Regions from separate parts of the Ovis aries genome. Here region 1 is linked to region 2. The links are chromatin contacts, called in public Hi-C maps. All regions are on one chromosome and are shown on one strand. Each heading gives the region's core, a stretch centred on a gene start, on an enhancer-like site or on the middle of the called end of the contact. The rest is flanking DNA. Distances are from core to core; before and after follow the strand shown. Region 1 holds the start of SPOCD1 (SPOC domain containing 1). Region 2 holds the start of TMEM39B (transmembrane protein 39B).

The links. A called contact is a pair of places that touch in the nucleus more often than the background predicts.
Region 1: a Hi-C map of hypothalamus shows a contact between it and region 2, with 6 times the contacts expected there. The contact joins the promoter of SPOCD1 here to the promoter of TMEM39B in region 2. A contact is called at or near these places in 6 of 16 Hi-C or Micro-C datasets (hypothalamus, liver, muscle and 3 more).

Annotation. Positions count from the first base shown.
Region 1 is chr2:235,638,248-235,643,061 of ARS-UI_Ramb_v3.0, reverse strand. It overlaps SPOCD1 (SPOC domain containing 1), which reads right to left and starts at 1,423. Exons shown (of 16, transcript XM_042245003.2): 1 at 1,330-1,423; 2 at 1-777. The coding sequence starts at 738.
Region 2 is chr2:235,425,294-235,429,776 of ARS-UI_Ramb_v3.0, reverse strand. It overlaps TMEM39B (transmembrane protein 39B), which reads left to right and starts at 1,352. Exons shown (of 8, transcript XM_027965359.3): 1 at 1,352-3,360; 2 at 3,866-4,085. The coding sequence starts at 3,191.

The DNA of each region.
Region 1 (4,814 bases), core at 174-2,673, 210 kb before region 2:
CACAGGGTCCCAGGGGCTGCCTGGCAGGGTCCCACCCCTTACAGTGGGCAAATATTCAAACTTCTCAATCCCTGAGTCACAGTCCACCCAACCTCCACCTGGGTGTCCAGGCCCAGACCCAGTGTCCTTGCAAGAGAGAGGACTGCACGGGCCTCCCAAGGACGCCACGTCAGCACCTCGCAGGGGGCCTTCCACAGCCTGGGGCTTGTTCCCACTAGGGCTCTGACCAAGCTGTAAGAAGCTACCTTCCTGACCCTCTGAGGGGGTCTCAGACTTCCTGCTTTTCTTTCTTGCCCCCACACACCCACTACAAAGATTCCTGGGACAACTTCCTGCTAAGATGTCATGCAGAATAATCTGGACCCTCTTGAAGGCCTGAGCCCTCCCCTGGGTAGGCTCTGTGGGTAGGTGACAGCAGAGCCTGGGGCTGGGCACCAAATTCCAGCTCTGTCCCACAGCTTGCAGCCCCAGGACCACAGGATGGGCCGTGGCCTCTGGGCTACCCCCAGGAGCACCCACTGCCTGGGAGCTGGCACCTTGACCAGACTCTTCCCTGAGGACCCTCTTCCCACTGCCAGCACAAACGGGGTCCCTCGAGCTCTCTCCTGACAGGTCTGGTGCCAGGCCTGACATGGAGCTGGTTTCTTCCATGTCCTCCTGGAAAAGTCCAAGGCTGTTGAGGGGACTGAGAACGGGGTCCTCCGTGCTGGGGCCCACTGGAGCCGCCTCCTGAGACATGTCTGTTTGCCTCCACGGGCCCAGTGCCGAAGGTAGGCCCTGTGAGGAGATAAGAGGGGGGTCTGACCTGCCCGCCCACTCAGGACACCAAGTCAATGGGAACCTCGGAGGCAGCCTCCCTTATAGGTGGCACCTCCAGGGCACCCAGGAACCACTGACATAAGCACCCCAGCGGGACACAGTGCCCCAGATGAGGGAGGGGAGGCCTGTCTCCAAACAGGGTTGAGCTACAGCCACCTTTTATGAGGTCTTCCCCTCTTCCGAGAGTTCACATATTTGCTTGTATGAGCTTTAAAAACAAGTTATCATTTATGAATGATGTACTTCTGTGCATTATTTCATTTCATGCTGCCAGCCACAGGCGAGGAAACTGATATCCAGTGGCTCGCCCAAGGCCACGCGCAGATAAAAAGTGGAAGACACGGGATTCGGCCCCGGAAAAAAAGACCAGCTCTAAATCACTCAGGTTAATTGTCCATCACCCTCACATCAGGCTGCGCCTGAGAGACATTCCCAATTACGTTCCCAGCCTGACCAGGCAGTCTCCCACCGCTCAGGGAACCCAGAACCCACCAACCCACTCGCTCTCACCTGGGGTCTGGGGTCTCTGGGCTCCCCTTCTCGGGGTTCGACACCCAGGGGAAAAGGGGCTGAGATCACATGATGCGGAGAGCCCCCGAGGGATGGGGGCGGAGTCTGTTGATACGCCAAGGGCGGGACCTCGGGCGTGCTGGCGTCGCTGCTCCGGCAGAGGGCGCCCTCTCCCACCCAAGGGCTTCCGGGAGGAAGTGCCTGGCGAGAAAGGGCCTTGAATGCCTGCGTGAGAGTTTCATCTTGATCCTACGGCAATGGGGCGTTACTGAAAGCACCTGAACCTCTAGAGGAGTATCAGAATCAGATCTACATTTTTTTCTCAATTATTTATTTTAATTATTGTTGTCTCAAATATAATTTATGTAGATGAACACGCAACACCCAACCCCAACAGAAAGGTTAGAAATTAAAACCTAAAAGTGTCCTCTCACTTGCCCAGCTCTTGAGAACAACTTTCTTTCTTTTTTTATTCATGTGATTATGAATAATATACTCATACTTCTATTCCTTGGTTTATTAATGTCTTTGTTGTTCAGTCGCTCAGTTGTGTTCCTCTCTTTGCCACCCCATGGACTGCAGCTCGCCAGGCTAACAGTGTTGATTGACTAACTGCTGTGTGATTTCATTACCGATCCTTCCTGTTTGCTCCTCCCAGTTTTTGTCTTTTATATTTACATATATTTTTTGGTTTTCGACTAGTTGCTATTACAGTCGTCCCTTTGCTTGGAGAATTCAGTTCTCCAGTTCTCAGGCACACCAGAATTCTGGAATGCTCAAGTCCCTTATACCAAATGGCATAGCCATTGTATGTAATCTATGTACATCCTCCCCAATACTTGTCATCTCTAGACTTGTATAATTCCTTGTACACTGTAAATGCTGTATGACTATCTTGCATGTGCTTAAGAAATCCAAATTTTGCTTTTGGAGTCTTTCTTGAAATTTAAAAAAAAAAAAAAATTCCATCTGGAACTACCCTGGTGGTCCAGTGGCTAAGATTCCACACTCCCAATGCAGGGGGCCTGGGTTTGATCCTTAGTCAGGGAACTAGATCCCACATGCAATAACTAAGAGTTCACAGGCTGCAACTAAAGATCGTGCATGCCACAACTAAGACTCAGTGCAGCCAAATAAATATATATATCTTTTTTAAAAGAAATGTTGCTGACTTTTTAAAATAATTAATTTATTCCTGGCTGCTCTGGGTCTTGATTGCGCAGGCTTTCTCTAGTTGTCGTGTGTTAGTGGCTCAGTCATGTCCAACTCTTTGCAAAACCATTGACTGTAGCCTGCCAGGCTCCTCTGTCCATGGGATTCTTCAGGCAAGAACACTGGAGTGGGTTACCATTCCCTCCTCCAGGGGATCTTCCCCACCCAGGGATAGAACCCGTGTCTCCTGCTTTGGCAGGTGGATTCTTTACCACTGAGCCACCAGGGAAGCCCCATTTATAACATTATACTATGTAAGTACTTTCACTGTAGAACTAGAGATTTGACTGAGAGGTAGATGAAATTCCCCAGCATGAAACTTGTGCCATGTGAGACCACAAGAAGCTTCCAGTCAATGGGATTACTACATTCAGTTAGAATTAATACATTTAAATATTGGCTTGACCAAAAAGTTCATACAGGTTTCCATACGATGTTATGAAAAAACCCGAACAAAGTTTTTAGCCAATCCAATAAAGATGTTGGATGTTAAAGACATGATGTTGAATTTAGAAAGCAAGAAAATGTTAATGAAGGAAATAGAGTGCTGGGTATATGGAAACTCTCTGTACCAATCTTCATTTTTTCCCCTCCAAATCTAAAACTCTTCTAGAAAATAAAATCTAAGGGGAAAAAAAGGAAGCTGTAGTGTGATCTATATTGAAAACTCTAATTATATGGCCGTCAAGGTCACAAATGAGGTTAAGAGGTGAGATTGGATGTTACCAATGACCACAATTACTGCTCTAAAGAAAAATTTTTGAAGATGACTTCACCCTGTGGAATATCCTGGTCATGATGGCAGAGACATGGACCAGGGCCATTAAGACCAAGTAGACTATTTTTCTGGCCCATTTAGATAATGAAAGTCTCCCACAGTTGGACAAGGAAAGGAGAAGCAGAGGTATCACATGGCATAGAGGATAAAAGGGCAATGGTGACTGATAACAAATAGTGCTACTTCAAGCCAAGGTTTCCATACGTTGTTACAGAAAAACCCGAATGAACTTTTTAGCCTATCCAATATCTCAAAGACATGATGTTGAATTTAAAAAGCAAACATATGTTAATGAGGGAAACTGAGGGCTGGGTATGTGGTCTATATCCTTAACCTATATTAATCCTATGTTTACCTCTTTTAATTTACTTTTAGTAAATTGGTTTAAAAACCCAGCAGGTCTCACTGTCTCCTGATATTCTAAATGTCTTGTCATACAAAGTGATCAAGGTAAAGTTTTGCCCGGTTTTGGCCCAATGCCCTTTACTGAATTGTGTGCTGATTCCTCTACTGATTCATGACGTCTCTGACGTATACCTTGTTCCCAGTAACGCCTGGGTTTATTTCTGGATTCTTTGTTCTGTTCTAGTGATCAAGTTGTCTATTCCTAACTAATATGCCATTATTTTAATACTATGGTCTTGTGATAACATCTTGATACCTCGGGGGCAAGTCCTATCCCCTACTTGGTTCCTATTTTTCATAACTGTCTTAGCTGTCTACATACCTTTATTCTTTCATATGAATGGTAGAACCATTTTTTCAAGTTCCCTGAAGAATTCTGTTTGGAATTATACTAAAATTTCATTTAATGTACAGATTGGAGGTATAACTGAATATGTATAATACTGAATCTTCTAACCTATAAATTTGATTTATTTCTCTCCATACTTTCTATTCAATTTTGTGATTTTTCTCCACCAAAACATTGTGCATTTTTATTAAGTTATTTTGTGCTCTGTAATCTTTGTTACTTTTTTCTTCTTACTTTTCCACTTGTTTATTACCAGTGAAAAAGAAGACAGTTATATTTTGTGAACTGTGTATCCAGAAATTTTGCTGAACTCTCTCATTAATTGTAATAATTTTTCTATTGGTTTCTTGTAATTATATGTAACTGTATGATCATTAGGTCTGAAAATAATAACAATTTCATCTTGTATTGCATTAGAGTTATAGTTCCCTTCTTTATTTGATATCTTCTATTTAGCCTGCATTTTCATTATATGTCATATTTCTTTTTCTAATCTTCTTGCATTGTGTAGCACTTGTAGTGCCATTTTGAATAGACGCATGGGAATTTTTTTTTTTTTTTTTTACTTAAATGGTAAATTTCTAAAGTTTCGCAATATTTGCTGTAGACTTTTGGTGAAGTGAAGTGAAGTGAAGTCTTTCAGTCATGTCCAACTCTTTGCGACCCCATGGACTGTAGCCTACCAGGCTTCTCTGACCATGGGATTTTCCAGGCAAGAGTACTGGAGTGGGTTGCCATTTC
Region 2 (4,483 bases), core at 103-2,602:
CCCCTTCCTCCAGATATCTACATGACTGACTCACTCTCTCCTTCAAGTGTTTGTTCAAAAGTCACCTCTGTGAAACCTACTGACTACCTTGTTTAAAATTGCAACCTCCCATCCCCCTTTCCTGTTTTCCTCCACCGCAGTCATTCCTTTCTATATTTTTTACTATATTTTTTACACCCATCTCCTCCCACTTAACTGTAGGCTTTGTGAATTTCTATTAATTAAATACCTAAATCATTTAATTAATTGAAATTGTTGTCTATTATGTGCCAAACACTGCTAATTGATGGAGGTACCAGATGATGGAGACAACTTAGAGGTCTTATGAGGGAAGAAATGATAACAACTACTAGTAACAGCTCATTTATTGAGAGCTCCCTCTGTGTTAAGCGCTTGCCATACATCTTAACAGTAATGACGGCTAACATTTATCAAAACAGACTCTGTTCTACAAGCATTATTCCATTTAATCCTCACCAAGCCCTGTAAGGTGAAAGTTACCAGTAAAGAGCAAGAAACAGGACTCCCAAGTCTTGGAACTGGTAGAATCAGGAGTTGAACTAATGTAGTGAAAGAAGGATATTCTTCCTCACATATTCTCAGAAGTGAGAAATAATGCTGAAGCTGAAGCTTCAATACTGTGGCCACCTGATGCGAAGGGCTAACTCATTAGAAAAGACCCTGACGCTGGGAAAGACTGAAGGCAGAAGGAGAAGGGGACGACAGAGGATGAGGTGGTTCGATGTCCAAACTCGACGGACGTGAGTTTGAGCAAGTTCCGGGAGTTGGTGATGGACAGGGAAGCCTGACAAGCGGCAGTCCATGGGGTCGCAGAGTCAGACACGACTGGGCGACTGAACTGAACTGACCATCAGGAAGACTAGGTGGAAGACTGGATACGGCGGTAGAAGGAAAAGGGGGAAATGACTCCCAAGTTTTCATTGGGATGGACTAAGAGCAGTAAGACCAAAGAGAAAGATGAAAGTCCAATTTGGGACGCGATCAGTTTGAGGAGCCAGTGGATCACTCATGGATGCAGGAACCAAGATGAGGTTCTGGCCCCTTCCCTCGGCCCTGAAAAGGTGCTAGGAGAAGGCAGGCAAGGGAAGAGATGGAGATAGGTTCTCCTCCCTCTCGGGTTTTCCAGCAGCATTTGCAGGAAGGGCGTGGGAGACCGCGAGACAAAGAGCGCGCGGCACTGCCTTTGTCCAGGGCGGTCCCTTTAAGAAGCGCGCTCTCAGCTTCTAGCCCGCCTTGTATGCAAATTTGGCGGCGGGGCGGGAGCGCGCAGCTGATACCCGGGGACTGGGCTGCGGCGGTTAGTCCTCTCCCGGCCGCCGTCGCCTCCGACATATTGCCCGCAGGAGCTGCGGCGGCGAAGCGGAGAGCGCCGGGGGGAGGAGATGGGTGAGCGGCACGGGTCCGGCTTGGCCCGGGAACGGGCGGACCCCAGGGTCAGGATGGCCGGGCTGCTAATTGCTCCCCCACGCGGACAGGATCCCGGCGAGGGGAGGGGGAGGGGATGTTGGGCCCAGGGGGACCCCGCCCCCTCCTGTCGTTTTGCGGGTGGGGCTTCTGTTGTGGGGGCGGGACATTGGAGGGGTGGGCGGGGCTTCTAAAATGCGGAGGTTCCTGGGGGCTTTGATGAGGACCCACTGTCCCGGGCTAGAGTGGGGCGGGGCTGCCGGTGGGCGTGGCCTTCATGCTAAGGGTGGAGCTCCTAGCCTGTAGGCCCTGGTAGAGGGGCAAATTTTCTGGGCAGTGGGGGCTTTATACTGGGGAGGTGGGGCGGAAAGGAGACCTTCCAGATGAAGGGAGCCCCCTCTGGAGCCGGGCTTCTGGGCAGAGAGCTTCTATTGGCTTGTGGGCGGGTTTTCTGAGCTGACAATTGTGTGTAGGCGGGGCTTCTGGGCTGAGAGGCTATATGTGGGTGCAGAGCTTCTAAAGAGAGGAGAGTGGGTGTGGGTAGAGCATTTGGAGTGAGGGTGCCTGTGTGGGGTTTTCTAAGCCAGGTACAGTAGCACATGAACAGAACTTTGGCGCTACTGGGGCTAGTTGCGGGCAAAGTTCCTGGACAAGAACTTTTTTGGAAACGTTGGGGTAAAGCTTCCAGGCAGAAAAGCTAGGGCAAGGGGTGTGTGTGTCTGTGGAGGCTGCTGTGCGGTCGTGAGGAGATATGAACAAGGCTTTAACTTTGGGCTTCCCAGGTGGTTCAGCGGTAAAGAATCTGCCTGCCAATGCTGGAGTCACAGGGTTGATCCCTGGAGAATGAAATGGCAACCCATTCCAGTAGTCTTACCTGGGAAATCCTGTGGGCAGAGAAGCCTGGCAGACTACAGTCCATGGGGTCTCACTGAACACACACATTAACTTTCAGAAACGACTTAAGTGACTAAGCACACACATAACTTTAGGACTGTGGTGGTGCCTAGGAGCTTTGTGCAGGAGCTTTTTGCAGGACCTGGGAGCTTGGGTTAAATTGCTCAGCGGAGAGAAAGAGTTTGTAGGTCTGTGTTAGGTTCACAACCATGCCATTCTCCCTTGACACTTGCTCAGGCCCTGAATCCTGACTGTGAGAGTTCAGGATGCCCGTTAAGCCAGATCTTGGGTCCTGGAGGAATCGTAAGCCTACAGGGACTTGCAGTAGTATCCCAAAGGAGCTGCGTATACCAGCTCGAAGAGCACAGGACCCAGACCCCCATACCACCTTTGACTCCGTGTAAACTGAATTTACTAATCTGGGAATCTACCTTGCAGAACTCATTCCCTCATCAACATGTTGTTATTGAGCACTTACTCTTAGGCTGGACACTGTGGTAGAGGGAGGGGATACAGCAGTGAAAGAGACAGACCTCACTGACCTTCCATTCCAGTGGAAAAGATAGGCAGAAAATATGTTAACAAATGAATAAGATGAAGAATGAACTGTGAAAAGAAAAATGGAAATAAGATAGTTAAGGAGGCAGATACCTACAGAATGGCAGGGAATGCTGTACTCTAGAGAGTACAGCAAGCGCAGAAGGTAGCAGTAAGCTTGGTTTGCTCAAGGAGAGAAAGACTAGGCTGGCTGAAGCATGGGGTCGAGGCAGAGAATGGCAGGAGATGTGTTTGAAGCGGTAGGCGGGGGAACCGATCATGGGTCTCTGGGATTGAGGGACGAAATGAGACACCAGGTTGTTATCTTTGATATATGCCTTCTGGCTTGAGGATCTACCTTATGTTGAGCCCCGCAGGAGGACGAAGAGGTCCCAACAGGACATCCTACTGTCGAAATCCACTCTGTGAGCCAGGATCCTCTGGGGGCTCGGGTGGGGGCCACACTTCCAGCGCATCGGTCACCAGTGTCCGTTCCCGCACCAGGTAAACTACTTGCTATCTCTTGTACTTCCCTGTGGGCTCAGAGGAGCAGTTTGGACAGAGCTCTCCCTGATTGAGCCCTAGGATGTGATACCCCAGATGCCAGATGGGGGCTTAAAGGGCAGGGAGCAGCAGAAAAGTCCCTGGGTGAGGGCGGTCCCTGGGACAGACACCTTGGGACATAGTATAATAAACCCAAAGGCCTGGATTCCACTCACAGTTCTGCTCCTAATTCACTGGTGGCTTGGACAAGTTGTCTTCCCTCTCTGGGCCCCCTTCTCCTCACCTTTCCTTTCCTTCCTGGGGAATGTTGGAAAGCCTGAAAAAGATGAGGGAAGGATAGGGAAAGGCTCTGTCAGCTTCTTTGAGAGGCAGAAGAAGTTGGAGGACTCCATCCATCCTTGCTGCCGGCTGCTTTTCTGAGCCTGCCCCACGGTCCTGTGCCTCAGAAGCCCCTCTTGGTAGGGTTCTCCAGTCAGCTTCTGATGTTGTGCCCTCTCACCCCCAGGAGCAGTTCGGGGACGGGCCTCTCCAGCCCTCCACTGGCCACCCAGACTGTCGTGCCCCTGCAGCACTGCAAGATCCCTGAGCTGCCAGTCCAGGCCAGCATTCTGTTTGAATTGCAGCTCTTCTTCTGCCAGCTCATAGCCCTCTTCGTCCACTACATCAACATCTACAAGACAGTGTGGTGGTATCCGCCCTCCCACCCGCCCTCCCACACCTCCCTGGTAGGTGCCCAGCTAGGCCCCGCTGTGTGTGCGTGTATGTGAGTGAGTGACACGTTTGGTTTCAGTTTAGCTTATCTCGCCCAGCACCCTGTGTGTTTGGCCTCACACTGGGCATGGGAGGTGTAAAAGGAACCGATGACATCTGAGCACTCACCCCGATGTGCTCAGCACCACTCTACACACCGTAAGGGCAGCAGAGATGAATCTGACTCAGATTCTGTGTCAAGGAGCACAGAGTCTTAAGTCCTGTGGGGGAGCAGGCATACATGGTTATTTCAAGGAGAGGAATGAGCTCTGTGCAGGAGCGGGGCAGGGGCTGGGTGAGCAGAGCAGGAGGGCTCACACGCCACTCTCTTGTCTCCAGGGACTGTCCCACTTCCCTCCTCTGGGTCCTGTTC